Linked DNA regions of Mus musculus: regions 2, 3, 4 and 5 are each linked to region 1. Evidence: chromatin contacts called from public HiChIP or PLAC-seq, capture Hi-C and promoter capture Hi-C data. All regions are on one chromosome and are shown on one strand. The core of a region is the stretch at or near the end of the contact, and the rest is flanking DNA. Distances in the headings are between cores, read along the strand shown.

What was found. Promoter capture Hi-C pulls out the DNA fragments that hold promoters and counts their contacts. HiChIP or PLAC-seq counts read pairs in DNA pulled down with a chosen protein or histone mark. Capture Hi-C pulls out chosen DNA fragments and counts their contacts.
Region 2: a promoter capture Hi-C map of stem cell-derived epiblast-like cells shows a contact between it and region 1, with 4 times the contacts expected there. The contact joins the promoter of Selenom here to the promoter of Sf3a1 in region 1. A contact is called at or near these places in 8 of 39 promoter capture datasets (the 3T3-L1 cell line, the C10 cell line, cranial neural crest and 5 more) and 1 of 115 datasets of contacts at active chromatin or transcription factors (pancreatic cancer cells).
Region 3: a capture Hi-C map of embryonic stem cells shows a contact between it and region 1, with 7 times the contacts expected there. The contact joins the promoter of Cabp7 here to the promoter of Sf3a1 in region 1. A contact is called at or near these places in 2 of 39 promoter capture datasets (hippocampal neurons and liver), 4 of 115 datasets of contacts at active chromatin or transcription factors (embryonic forebrain, embryonic midbrain, embryonic stem cells and 1 more) and 1 of 9 other capture datasets (embryonic stem cells).
Region 4: a contact with region 1 is called in a promoter capture Hi-C map of embryonic stem cells, with 3 times the contacts expected there. The contact joins the promoter of Zmat5 here to the promoter of Sf3a1 in region 1. A contact is called at or near these places in 6 of 39 promoter capture datasets (embryonic stem cells, erythroid cells, hematopoietic stem and progenitor cells and 2 more), 2 of 484 Hi-C or Micro-C datasets (B cells and embryonic stem cells), 10 of 115 datasets of contacts at active chromatin or transcription factors (the NIH/3T3 cell line, the SCID.adh cell line, astrocytes and 4 more) and 3 of 9 other capture datasets (adipose tissue, liver and macrophages).
Region 5: an H3K4me3 HiChIP or PLAC-seq map of bone marrow-derived macrophages shows a contact between it and region 1, with 4 times the contacts expected there. The contact joins the enhancer-like site here to the promoter of Sf3a1 in region 1. A contact is called at or near these places in 4 of 115 datasets of contacts at active chromatin or transcription factors (bone marrow-derived macrophages, embryonic stem cells, neural tube and 1 more) and 1 of 9 other capture datasets (embryonic stem cells).

Annotation. Positions count from the first base shown.
Region 1 is chr11:4,159,090-4,161,615 of GRCm38.p6, reverse strand. It overlaps Sf3a1 (splicing factor 3a, subunit 1), which reads right to left and starts at 1,262. Exons shown (of 16, transcript NM_026175.5): 1 at 1,066-1,262; 2 at 449-570. The coding sequence starts at 1,128. Ccdc157 (coiled-coil domain containing 157) reads left to right here and starts at 1,323. Exons shown (of 12, transcript NM_001164620.1): 1 at 1,323-1,457.
Region 2 is chr11:3,513,421-3,515,946 of GRCm38.p6, reverse strand. It overlaps Selenom (selenoprotein M), which reads right to left and starts at 1,263. Exons shown (of 5, transcript NM_053267.3): 1 at 874-1,263. The coding sequence starts at 1,002.
Region 3 is chr11:4,745,914-4,748,439 of GRCm38.p6, reverse strand. It overlaps Cabp7 (calcium binding protein 7), which reads left to right and starts at 1,261. Exons shown (of 5, transcript NM_138948.4): 1 at 1,261-1,821. The coding sequence starts at 1,713. It overlaps Gm35102 (a long non-coding RNA gene), which reads right to left. Exons shown (of 4, transcript XR_003949631.1): 1 at 1,862-2,526; 2 at 955-1,122; 3 at 616-668; 4 at 1-511.
Region 4 is chr11:4,703,388-4,705,913 of GRCm38.p6, reverse strand. It overlaps Zmat5 (zinc finger, matrin type 5), which reads right to left and starts at 1,258. Exons shown (of 6, transcript NM_026015.3): 1 at 1,193-1,258. Uqcr10 (ubiquinol-cytochrome c reductase, complex III subunit X) reads left to right here and starts at 1,570. Exons shown (of 2, transcript NM_197979.3): 1 at 1,570-1,757. The coding sequence starts at 1,608.
Region 5 is chr11:4,673,519-4,676,044 of GRCm38.p6, reverse strand. All of the region lies in intron 15 of Ascc2 (activating signal cointegrator 1 complex subunit 2), which reads right to left. Among named protein-coding and RNA genes, the nearest start is that of Gm51883, 26 kb to the left of the region's middle. Within about 2 kb of position 1,259, at least 62 of the 459 cell types and tissues checked have an H3K27ac peak or open chromatin away from gene starts, as enhancers often do. A contact at or near this core is called in bone marrow-derived macrophages, where this site is marked.

The DNA.
Region 1 (2,526 bases), core at 13-2,512:
GTGGGATGAGGAGGTTGAGGAATCCTGACCAATGTTCACCTTGCCTGGAAACTAGCTAACATGCTGAACAGCTTGCTCTGGATTCAGCTGAGGCTCTGGGAAAGTCGTCCTTTCACAATGAGAATAATCAACTCTTCTTTTTCTTTCTTCAGGTTAACACAGCATATGCACATCAGCAGCCACAAAGAAGCTACCAGGAATTTCCACAGACTTGTTTTGGAAGCAGAAACTCCTAGTGACTACACAGCTAGGCATGGCTTTCACTGCGATTACTGTTGTGGTATGTCAACCATACCAGTCCTATCTATCACCTACCTCATTGCTCTCCTGTGGTTTTGGAAGAAGTAAGGAGTCTAAGCCAGAGCCTCTAGAACTCCCCATGATGCCCCTGTGCTGCTTTAAAAGACCTTTATACTACAAGTTCCCTCTGTGCAGAAGCAGCTGTTACCTGGCCACAAAACTGGCAGTCTTGTCGACGATGTTCCTGACCTCCGGGGGAGGGTAAATAATGCCGACCACTGGCTTGGAAGGGGTGGGATCCTCCTTTGACGATGCTTCTTCTTCAATTGGCTGTGAAAACAGAGAAAAGGTAGTAAGGGCTTCAAGTCCCCGGCTCGGATTAGGCTATCATAAACGCTCCATGATACTGACAGGAACGTCTGTCCTGTAGACTGCAGACTCTCTTGGGTTAGCATCCGAGGACGCAGTTAAAAACAAAACAGGGCAAGTTTCCTTAGCCATACTGTATTTACGCAGCCATTCCTAATCTAGGGGAAAGAATGATTTGCTTAGCTCTCCTCTTTTTGAATGGAGGCTTCGTGGTTCACATAAGACCCCAGAGGAAGCCGGGGGTGCAGGTCCGCATGCTGGTTTTGAAAAGTCCGGTTCTAGGGATATCTTTTTCGAGACCAGAAGGCAACTCAGCGCGCTGACTCCTGGGACTTGCAGTCCCTCCATGTCCTTCGGGGTGGCCTGAGCTTCCAGCAGCAGTGCCACAGCGCCCGCGCGGAGGGGAGGAACGAGGCCTCCAGCAGGCCTGCAGGCAGGGAGCGCGGGGCACGATACCTGTTTGGACTCAGTGGCTACTGGCGGCGGCGGGGGTACCGCCTGCACGGGTCCGGCCTGCATGACTGCGACGCTCAGGGCTGCCAGTCCACCTCGGTGGCGACAACCGGTGCGACGACAAGATTAAAGATCACCACACGAAGTATCCAACTCAATGACAAGATGGCGGCGACCCAGAGAGAGAAGCCGCGGGAGCACTTCCGGTCCCGCCCTCTCGCCGTTTCGCACTTCCAGCCCCGCCCCGCCTGCTCCGTGGCGCGGTACGCCGTTGCCAAGGCAGCGGCCTGGGCTCCCAACTTAGAGTTGCGAGGCATTCTCGGAGCCTCAGACGCTCTGGAGGAAGTTCTGTGAGCCAGACAGACACAGAGCTGAGGCTGCGACGCCGGAGACAGGTAAGCCATTCCACATCCTCTGACTCTGAACTTCCCTCCTGACTCTGGCCGGTTCCTCGCCCCCTCAGCGCCCCACCCCTCGCCCCTGTTTCTTTCCTGTTTGGCCTGGCATTTTGAAGATGCCATAGAGTCCCACTTACTACACCTTTAGCCCCATTTTTTGGTTCAGCACCACCTCCTCTGCATCCCTCCTTACAGAGTCCAGGACATGGTGCTAACACCTTTAATTCCAGGAGACAAAAAACGAAGCAGATCTGAGTTCAAGGCCAGCCTGGGACAGAGCAAGTTCTAGATGAAGAAAAGCATAATTCAGGCGTAGTGGTACATATCTTTAATCCCAAGAGACAAAGCCATGCAGATCTCTGAGTTCAAAGTCAATTTCCTGAGCAAGTTTCAGGATAGCCAAGCTTAGGCAGTGAGGGAGTTGAAAAACAGAAAGCTGGTAAGATAATAAAGGGGATCAGGTTCCAGCCACAGGAAGCAGAATTTGGCTGTGTGGCTCTGGCTTTAGAGTCTAGAGTAGAAGGGATTGCTGGGACAGTTGATGCTGGTTAGCTGGAGCTAAGAAATTAGTGATTAAGACGAGACCAGCATCACTGAGGTGAAATCTTCTGGGAAGTGTTTTCTGAGAGCACAAAGAAGCTGTGTTCCAGAGATAGCCATGGTTGTTGCTGCAGCTGTACTTGGCAGTGTGTAAGAGTTACCCAGGCAGTATTAGTTTGAAGGCATGAAGGTGTCATGAAGAGCAGCTGAGGCTTGGCACCGTGAGAGGCCAGGGAAGGCCATTGGTGAAGGTGCAGTTACAGTTACAGTTGATGGCCCAGGACTGAAGGGGTCATGCAAAGGAGTTGAGGCTTGCCCCATGAAGAGAGCCTATGAGAGGCTCTTGGTGAAGCCTAGTTGCAGTGGTAGACCCCAGTGTATTGGAGATGCCAGTACGATAAGATGATAACCAGGAACAGCAGCAGCAGTTGGCTGGAGTCAAGCAGAGCCTAGAGTGCTTCAGAGGGCAGAGCTGGAGAAGTGATGCCAGCCCTTTAGAGGATCCCCAAAAGATCATGTGTGGATC
Region 2 (2,526 bases), core at 14-2,513, 650 kb after region 1:
GCCTTTGGCCCTTGAGACGAAAGTCAGACTAGAAGGGAACAGCTCAGAACTACCCTAAGGGCCCTGTTAGAGGCACCTGCCATCTGGTCCCTACCCCACCCCATGCAGAGGCAGCCCTGCCAGCCACCTGTGGTTCAGCTTCAGGAACCATCTGGCTGATCTTCCCTAACTTGGGAGTATGGATGGTCCTTCTCTATTCCTGATGGGAGGCCGCAGCCCAACAGGAAGTCCAGACCTCCCTATTTCAGGCCTCCCTTACACTTCCTTTTGTTAATTTTTTTTTAAATTAAAAATAAACCAGCTAAGGCCCATGAAGAGTCTGCAAACATAGGAATCACTTAGGAAGACTCCAGGGGAGTCCTTTGGCCGGCAGGTGGTGGTGGTCCAGGGTGGCTGTGGACTGTTGGTATCTCATTTCCCTATCCTCTCCTCCAGCTCCAGCAGAGTACAGTGAGGGGAGGAGCTTAGGTCTTTTCTCCCCACCAGAAGAAAAGAGATTCTGGAATGCCAGGCACTAAGTCTGGGTGGGGGGAGAAATAATGGGGAAAGGTGAGGTTATCCTTAGAGAAGGTGGGTTCTAAGGGGCCAGTTTTCAAAAAATTATAGCCAGAGACCCACGGTAGGGCCAAGCCTGGAGCAGAGGCAAGGGTTCAGAGTGCCAGGCCACAAGGACGAGACTTCTTACTTCCACAGTAGATGCTGTTCATCATGCGGCTGGGAAATAAAAGGAATGATTCCCGGGCCGTGCAGGAGGGAAAGGGGGGGGGGGTGTTTCGGGAATTCTGGTATTCCTGAGGCCGGACTATATTCTTGGGATAAGGGGCAGCAAGGTTGTGGAACTGTCGTACTAAGGTTGGGAAAAGGCGCACTCACCTCCACCCGCCCCCTGGCCAGGCCTCGAAGACGGTTCCAATCCGGTCGGTAGTTGGTGGTGGAGGTGGCTGGAGCCACAAGGGCTGCAAGAAGCAGCAGCAGCGACGGCGGCGACAGTAGGATGCTCATCTGTGCCTGGCAGGAGACGTTCCGCAGGCTGCACCCAAACTCGGCCGCTGCGCCACGTCTGGCCCGCAAGCTGGCCCCGCCCAAGCCAAAAGCTCCGCCCAGCCATAAACCACGCCCCCAGAGCTAGAAACAGCCCCACTGACATCCCACCCAAATCGGGTGGTTGCCTCCCACTAACCCCCATCCCTGTCTCAGCTACTCTCTGGTCCTCCAGACTTCATGTTCCCAGTTCTCACAATCTCCATATTGCATTTGCCCACTAAGTGTGAAACGCTCCCGCAGGATGCCAGGAGACAGCACTACTTCGCGTCACCAGAGGGCGCAGGAGGTTCGCAGATGGACACAAGGATTTCTGGGTCAGAGAGTTAAGATAAGGAAGCAGGAACCTAGGAGATCTCCTTTATACGCTTTTGATGTCTTTGAACGAAATTCCGATCAAAGCTTCAATTCCCCAAAGCACACGTTGTAAGCGAGGACCATTACCTACGCCCCGCTCAAGAAAGCTCAGAGGGTAAAAGCGCTTGTTATGACAGCCTGACTCCTGAGTTTTATCCCTGAAACCTAAAAAAAAGTGAAAGAAAAACAGCAATTCCCACAAGTTGTGCTCTGTCCTCCACAGGCGTCCCCAACCGCTCACCATGGCATGTCCGTGCCTGTACAGGCACACGCGGTGCACACACACATATAATAATAATAATAAATATAAATTCTTACAAAGGAATACTACCTATCCTTTTTTACCTAGAAAAGGCTGGGAGGGTTAATATACACAATGCATCTCATTAGAACAGTATCTGGTCAGAGATGGTACACACCAATCTCCTACTGTCCTTGAACTCAAAGCAATACTCTTCACTCAACCTCCTGAGGGCAGGGTGATTAGGACAGACTCTGGCTGTGTTACCTTCCATTATTAGCTCTTCCCCTTCCTCATCACAACGGCCCCCTCCAGCAATGAACTCCGTTTTGCAGATTAGGAACTGTTTCAGAAATGTAAAATAGGCCAATTCATAGATCTGGATTTGAGCCCCAAACACCTCTGTGGATCATCTCCCTGGACCAAGGAGGAAACAGGTGGCACTCCATGTCCTCATGCCTTCAGCAGACACAGCAAGTACAATCAGTTTTTTGTCACCCTGGATTTAACCAGTCTCAAGTTGGAAATATTAGGAAGTAAAAACTGCCTCTGTACTGAACATGTACAGACTCTTTTCTTGTTGTTATTCCAACCAATAGAGCATTACAACTATTTATAGCATCTGTATTGTATTAGGTGTTATAAATTATCTAGAAATGATAGAAAGTACAAGATCAGGCCACACGGGCTTTAGGAAAATACTAAGCCATTTTATCTATGGATTTGAGCATCCTCATATTTCGAGTTTTGGTATGGAAGTGTGCCCTGGAACCAATCCCTGGCAGACAGCAAGAACACGCTGTGCCCTTTCCCACAGGATTCAGAGAACCTTGTCAACACTGAGCCAACGCTGCTTGTGATCCAAGGTATTTTTACCTTTCTGGGCT
Region 3 (2,526 bases), core at 12-2,511, 590 kb before region 1:
GAAACCCAGAGCCCTAGACAAGTCCTAAAGGTTCAGGCCTGCCTTGGCCCAGGGTGGCTGGGGGTGTTGTCTCTCACTGAGCCCCTCTCTCCCGGCGCCAAGACAGGGCTATGATTAATCAGCGACAAAAGCAGAAACAAGCAGAAAAATGTAATCAGCCAGGGAAGGGCATGGCCAGGCTGTGGCAATCAGCTTTCCTGCTGGGGCCTTTGGCTGATTGGACCCAAGGGGGCAGGGAGATAGTTCAGATGAGGGTTCCAGGAATGAGACTGAGGCCAGCTGAGGCCCACCCAGGCCAGGGGCTCACCAGATCCCATAATTGTACACGGAGACACACACATCTGTGCTCGGATACGCATAGCACTCCCAGCCCAAGGGCCTTCGCACCTGCCCACACCTGCTTCCGGGCTTCTGCCCTTCGCTGCCAGCTCACAGCTCACATGTAGGTGGCCGTGCACAGTTCAAACACTCTCATCTGCAAGTGGGTTTGAAAACGTATCTTCACAGTGTCCTGAACGAAAGATGAAGAGAAACGCATGCACATGCTGCCCCCCCCTCCAGACACCTACCCCCACCCCCATAGAACACATGCTAAGGACCGGAGGAAGGTCTAACCTGCAGCCATGTGACCAACAGGCTCTGGGTCGTCTGCCTCCTCCTCATGGCCCCTGGGGACATGAGACAGACCTTGGCTCCTGCTCTGCAAACTGAGAGGCAAGGGCTCAGGAAGGAGCCAGGACAACAGCCCTTTGTGGGATCAAGTCAACTGCTGGTGTCAGCCACAGGCCAGCGGAGTCTCCTGCAGATCTGTGCTTGGCCTCTGCCTGCTGGCCCTGCCTGGTGACCTTGGCCAATGTCCTTTTCTAAGCCTCAGTTTCCCCACCTTGGAGCCTCTCCTGGCACCAACTTGAGGATTACTGGTCCTGAGGACCCTCGCGCCTGGAGCAACCTCACCTTTCTGGGTCTCTAGTCGTTAGTTCTCAGCTCTCCGCTCTCGCTGGGGGAGGGTTAGTGGAGGCAGGTGGGATAGGGGGTACAAGGAACGGCTCCACCCCTGGTCCACACCACCCGGGTCCTGCTGGCTGCTAACGTGGGGTGCGGGAGACAGCAATCCGAAGCAGACTGGGGGAAAAGCAGAGTCGGGGAGAACCAGAGAAGGCGCCCGGGAGGGCTTGGGGTGGCCGCTCAGGGGCCGGCAGCGGGAAGGGGCGGGGGCGGGAGGGGCGGGCGGGGGAGGCGGGAGCGCGGCGAGCGCCGCACAGAGCAAGCGAGCGAGCGAGTGAGGAGTGCAGGCGGCGGCGGCGGCGGCGGTGGCGGCGGCGGCGGTGGCGGCGGCGGCGGTGGCGGCAGCGGCGGGAGCCGGAGCGGCGGGTCGGGCAGCCGCACCAGCGAGCGGACGAGCGGGCGGCGAGCAACGCGGAGCGCGCGGAGGGAGCGCAGCGCGCAGCGGTCCGAGCCAAGAGGCCGGAGCGGCGCCGCCCCCGCCATCCCTGCGAGCCCCCGGCCGGGATCCCAACGAAGGAGCCGGCGGCATGGCCCGACAGCCCGGGGCGCAGGGGCGCTAGGTCCCGGACGGGTGCCCATTGCCTCGCCGCCGCCACTGCGCGCCGCACCGCGCGCACCGCCCGCTCCAGCCGCCCCCGGGGCCGCCGGCGGCCCATGAGCCCCGGCCTCAAAGTTTGCGGCGGGCGGGCGGGCGCGGAGCCTCCAAGATGCCGTTCCACCCGGTGACGGCGGCGTTGATGTACCGGGGCATCTACACCGTGCCCAACCTGCTGTCGGAGCAGCGCCCGGTGGATATCCCTGAGGACGAGCTAGAGGGTGAGTGCCCTGCCGGGACCCCTGCCACGAGCCCTCCTACCTGTGCGCCCTGGTGCCGCGCTGGCCCGGGGAGCCCGGGACCCTGCTGCGCGACTCGGATGAGCGGCTACGCGGGAGGCGGGACGGCCGGGTGGCCCCGGGCGCCGCGGTGGGGGTCGCCGCGGCGCAGGAGCAGCCCGGCCCCTGCCCGCGTGGCCCCCAGCGCTGCGGAAACTTGCGGGGCCCCGCAGCGGGGTCACTGGGCCGCGTGGCCGGCGGTGACGGTGCGGCAAGGCGGCGGGGGCTGAAGTGGAGAGTCCGAGCTGTTGCCCCCCGCGCCCGCCACCGGAGCGTCCGCATCCTGATCCCTTCCGCGGCGCCCGCCCGTGGCTCTGCGCTCCTATTGACATTCCGCTCGTGTCGCGTTGAGAATCCAATCTGCTCCGGCAGTGGGAGAAGGGGAGAGAGGGCGACTGCCCCGCTCTTGCTGGGTGCAGGGCTACCCCCATCCCCTTCTGCGGCCCTGCGAGGGACCCCCCACCCGTGCGCTGCCGAGGCAGCTGGGAGGCGTTGGCGACAACAAGTGGCCGGATTGGGAGGCTCGGTCGCGATAGCAAAAGCCTGGAAGGAAAGGCAGAGGCCGGAACCTAAACCTCCCCCCGACCCTAGTCCCCGTGCCTTTCGGGAATAGGGACCGCACGCAGGCAGTTGGCTATTGAAGATCAG
Region 4 (2,526 bases), core at 9-2,508, 540 kb before region 1:
AAGCCAGAGCAAGTGTAAAACCTTTTCTCCATACAAACAAACACAAACCATTTAGTCTCTGTAGTCAAATCTTAATTTATCTCTAGATGTTAATTCCTATTTTTGTTTCTTGGTTTGGTTTGGTTTTTCAGGACAGGGTTTCTTTGTGTAGCCCTGGTTGTCCTGGAATTTGTAAACCAGGCTGGTCTTGAACTCTGAGACCCACCTGCATCTGGAGTGCTGAGACTAAAGGCACCCACAACCGAGCCCACCTCTTAATTCTACCTTTCTTGCACACTTCTGCTAGCTTGCTCTGTCTATCCTACCTACCAAAATGCATCTCAAATCTGACCATTATTCTAAACCTCTCTACTCTAAATTACCTACCTCTGCAATTTCTTCTCTTCAGTTTTTGCTCTAGCAAGAAGTCAGAACGATAACATTAAAATGTAAATAGACCTCAAAGCATTCCAGCTTAAACCCATTCAGTGACTCCCTAGTGCAATTAGGAAAAGAATGACTCCTTACCCAGGACGGGATTCAAGGCCAGACTAGAGATGACTTCAGGCCACCTACTCATTAGAGGCCACTCTACACTTTCTCAAGCACCCCAGCAGTGCAGTTGCCTCTAGAAACATTATCCTGTTTACCCTGCTACAATATATTCAGTCCTCCATTAAGCGGCTACTCAGGTTTAAAGAGCAAGCAATCCGTCCAAGCATTTGGGTTTTCTCTTTTACAAAGTATTAGTTTCCAGAAGTGCTGGGCTTCCCCATCGCCCACGCACCACGGCCAGAGCGCTCCAGGAGAGCTGGGAACCTTTCTTTTACTGGGGATCATCTCAAGACCCCGAGGGGATACTCAGAAAAGTACGGTGCCTTTTACAACCAGGTCACCCATCTCCGAAGCCGGGGTTCTTGGCTTTAAAGCCTACGCTCTGGAGAACAGGAAGCAAGTGCAAAGCCACTTTCCCCCCTGAGACGTGGCTTAAGAGTTAGAACTGCAGGACCCGACTTTTGCCACCCCCAAACCTACATCTGGAGTAGGTTCAAAGGACGTTAGGCAGAGAGTCGAGATGCAGCCACAGAAACTCAGGTTCCCTGCCTCTGTATTCACTCCCCATGCCAGAAAAAGCGGATAGCGCGGACTTAGAATGAAATGCCTACTCTTCTGATTGGGAAAAGAGCCTAAAACTTGGACGCGGATGTCTCACCAAAGATACCTGGTTCCGGGCTCCTCCTCTTGAGTCCTCGCGTTGCGCTCTGCTCGCTGGGATTTGTAGTCCTTCCTAAGGTACCGAGAAGGCGGAATACGAAGGCGAGACAGCACTGGGGAAGATGGGTAAGCTAAGGGGCTTTCGGGACTTGTAGTTCAAAATAGCCAAACGCAGGAAATGGTTGAGGAGAAAAACTGAGAAATAAGTCTTATCAAATTTTGGTTGTGTGGAATATGAACATTGTAATAAACTGTTACCCTGTGCACATTATCAGTTTCTTTAATGGTTCAAAATGTCGACTCTGAGATACAGAGAAACTACAATTCCCATAAAGCAGGGCGCGTTGAAACTTTTGGAGCAAGACATTGGGTTCTACGCAAGCGCAGTGGCGCGAGTTCGGCAGTGAGGCAACATGTCGTCGCCGACGATCCCTTCGCGCCTGTACTCCTTGCTGTTCCGCAGAACTTCCACCTTTGCCCTCACCATCGCAGTGGGCGCCCTGTTCTTCGAGCGAGCCTTCGATCAGGGCGCAGACGCGATCTACGAGCACATCAACGAGGGGGTGAGGGCCTGGGCCATCCTGACCTTGGGCCCGCCTGAAGGGTGACTGGGAGGGAGGTAGGACGGAACTCAATCAAGTCTTACCAGGTCTGGGGTGAACTGTGCCCGTTAATACATCTATTTCTCTTGACATGGTGCGAGGCCTAATTGGTATGTCCTGTCACACAGTTCCACATATTCATTTGCGAAAGCTAACTCCTGACTCCTGAGACATCAGAGGACTTACGGGTCTGAACCACTCCATTAAGTCGGTGGTGAGTTGGAACTCCGACCCCTGCCGTCCTTGCTAGTTTCAAGGGCAGATTTCAGCAAGGCAGTCGTTAAAAGTAGGTCTCCTTAGACCATGTGGCTGACCTTTTAAAATTGATGTTTCAGTTCCGAAGGCCGCCCACGTAGGCTCTTTGGATTAAACGTGAAGACTATGAAACCTCAAGCCCTAACTGGCAATACTGGACTTAAAGCACTTAACCGTGGTATTGAATAAAGGTCATAGTGGATCAAAGATCCTGGGATACAGATGAGGTGCTACCGTTCATACTTAATGATACCACTGAAAGATAGCATCCTGGGAAAATGTGGGGATGAATATAAAGTAGGAAATGGCGAGCCCTCTTTGACTTAACTGTCCCACACTCTGTGCATGTTTTATGTCAAAGGTTGTGAGAGTATTGGGGAAGGTATGTTACTGATGGCCAGCATGTTCATCGACTGGTTTCTTTTTCTCGAGACAGGGTTTCTCTGTGTAGCTATTGCTGTCCCGGAGCTAGATG
Region 5 (2,526 bases), core at 10-2,509, 510 kb before region 1:
CTCCCGTGTGCTGGGACTACGAGCCAGGCCCAGTTGCTGAGACTCAGGCTTAGATCATCCACTTTTGCACTCCATCTCAGAGGGCCAAAGGCTGGCGCAGTCCTGTTGATGACACATGAGAAGACAGGAAGCTTCTGGGCAAGGTCTGCTAGTCTCCATAAGAGATCAGGGCTGGAGAGGTGGCGCACTGGGAAAGCACTGGCTTGGCATGTGCAAGGCCCTGGCTTTGATCCCTAGCATCTCCAAAAAACAAACAAAAGATAAAAGAGATAAGAGTGTCCATCTGGACTCCCCCTTGGCATTATGGTTTCTAGTAGGCAGAGTCAAAGTAACCGAACCCCCAAACCTCCCCCTAAGAGCCCCCAAGCTAGAGTCCCAGAACAGAGAAAAGATCCACCTTGTGCTTGTTACCAATGAAGAACCACGGGTGAGCAAGCCTCACCTCTGCCCCTCTTTAGCTCTGTGTGTAGGGACAGTCCAGACCCACTTGTTACCAACGCTGTCAAGCGCATTCAACAGTCAGTGCATATGTACACAGGTGTGCCTTTGTGCTACTTCAGTCTCCACCTGCTACCTGAGTGCAGGGCCCTCGCCCTTCTACCTTGCCCTGACCAAGACAGATGTCCCTGTTGAACTTCAAGTGCACCTGCTTATTTGATGATCTGTCTTTCCCACGGTCTCTGCCCTTTGTTGGCAAAGCCAGGGTGCCCTGCTCACCTTGGTTTCCTGGTGCCTCAGCAGGATCTCGTGCTAGTAAAGCACTTAATAAATATTTGCTGAGTGGATAAATACTGAACACATGAACGAAGGTTTTGCCTCTTTACAATCCTTGCCCCTGGGCTGCCCAGCAGAGTGGGACTGGTAAACACCCATCATCCAGGCTCTGCTGGCAGCCAGAGGGCCACAGGATTAGGACACAGCATTCAGGACACCTGGCTGCTTCAGCCCTTCTCATGACCCCGGCAGCTGAGAGCAACCCACTCGCAAGCGCTCGGAGGTGACCTACAATTGGGCGAGGATGAGCAGTGACTGAGGTGGATCTAAGGATGAATGTCAAATGGAAAACCTGTGTTCAGAGATGCTAAGTAATGTGGGGGAACAGACCGATCAGTCTCCCTGTGCCTTCTGCTGGTCTTGGAGACCCTGTTTGACTTTCCACACAACAGCCACCAAGAGGGATCTGCTGGGGGTGGGGAGGATCCAGGGGTGTCACAATAGGAGTGACTAAGCAATGTGCCAGGGCTTCCTGTCCAGCAAGCCAGATGGCTTCAGAGTTGCCCTGGGTCTGCTGAGCCCTCAGCCACAGGCTTCAGGCAGCACACAGCCCTAGGGCACAAGACTGACAGCTGACTTCCTCCCTTTCTTTCTGCACTGTTGCCTCTAACACTATGCTGGGGGACAGCACAGGCTGCACTTGAGCAGAACTCTTGGCATCAGTTTCTTCCCAGGAAAAAGAGTTCCAAAGCCCAGTACTTGATTTATTCCTTTTTGAGATAAGGTCTCACTTAGATTGAGATGGAACTCACTATGCAGCCATGAAAGCTCTCCTTAGGGGCTGAACTGGAGGCAGGAGTGACCGTGCCCAGCCTGGGCGACCTTTATAAAATGTAACACTAATGAGCTCATGGCATCTTTACCATGCTCACATTGGCCCTGAAGCCACTGTCCCTGTTGTTCACTCAGCCTGGGAAGTTTCCCTCCTGGTGTGCAGAGCCACCTTGACACATCTTTCAGCCCTCTGTCCTTTTCTCAGAGGAGCCTTCCCTTCTAGGCTGACACCTCTAGCAGGAGCCCCGGAGGCTGCCCACTGTAATGCTTGTTTGGTGAGCTGAACAATGCAAGTTTCACATGGACGCAGGCAGTGTCTGCTTTGCTCTCTACTACAGCTAGAGTTCTAAATTAACCCAGGGCAATAAGCACTAGGCAAGTATTTGGTGACGTAATGAATAGGTCATGAATGGACTTTTCCATGCTGAGAGAGTAGGAAGGAGCTAAGTTACAAAGAAAGAAAGCCTTAAAACAGAATTTTTTCATCTTTGGAAAAAACTTACATGGCTTAATTTTCTTGTTTTGTCACAACCTGCAGCACTGTCCAGTTCTCCACCCACAGAGTCGACAGGCCACATATCAAAGGATAAGAGGGACAAGGGACAGATTTGGCCCTCTGGCCTTTACCACAAGGAGATATCACTAAGAGTTGCCCCCACACAGCTGGACCTAGAGAACATTGTTAAGAACCTGCTCTTGTAGGCTGGCAGTAGTGTACAGGGACAGGCTTCAGGGGGCCCCTGCAGTGCTGAAGAGATGGCTCAGCAGTTAAGCACACTTGCTGCTCTTGCTGAGGACCCAGGTTTGGTTCACAGCACCCACATGGCAGCTCACAACTGTCTGTAACTCCAGTCCTAGGCACTTGTCTGGGTGCATCTATGGGCACATCCATGTAGGGAAAGCAGCCATACAAAGAAAATAGAAAGAAATTAGAAAAGAGAGTGGTGGCATTCTCCAGGAGGAAGACACACTGCTTGT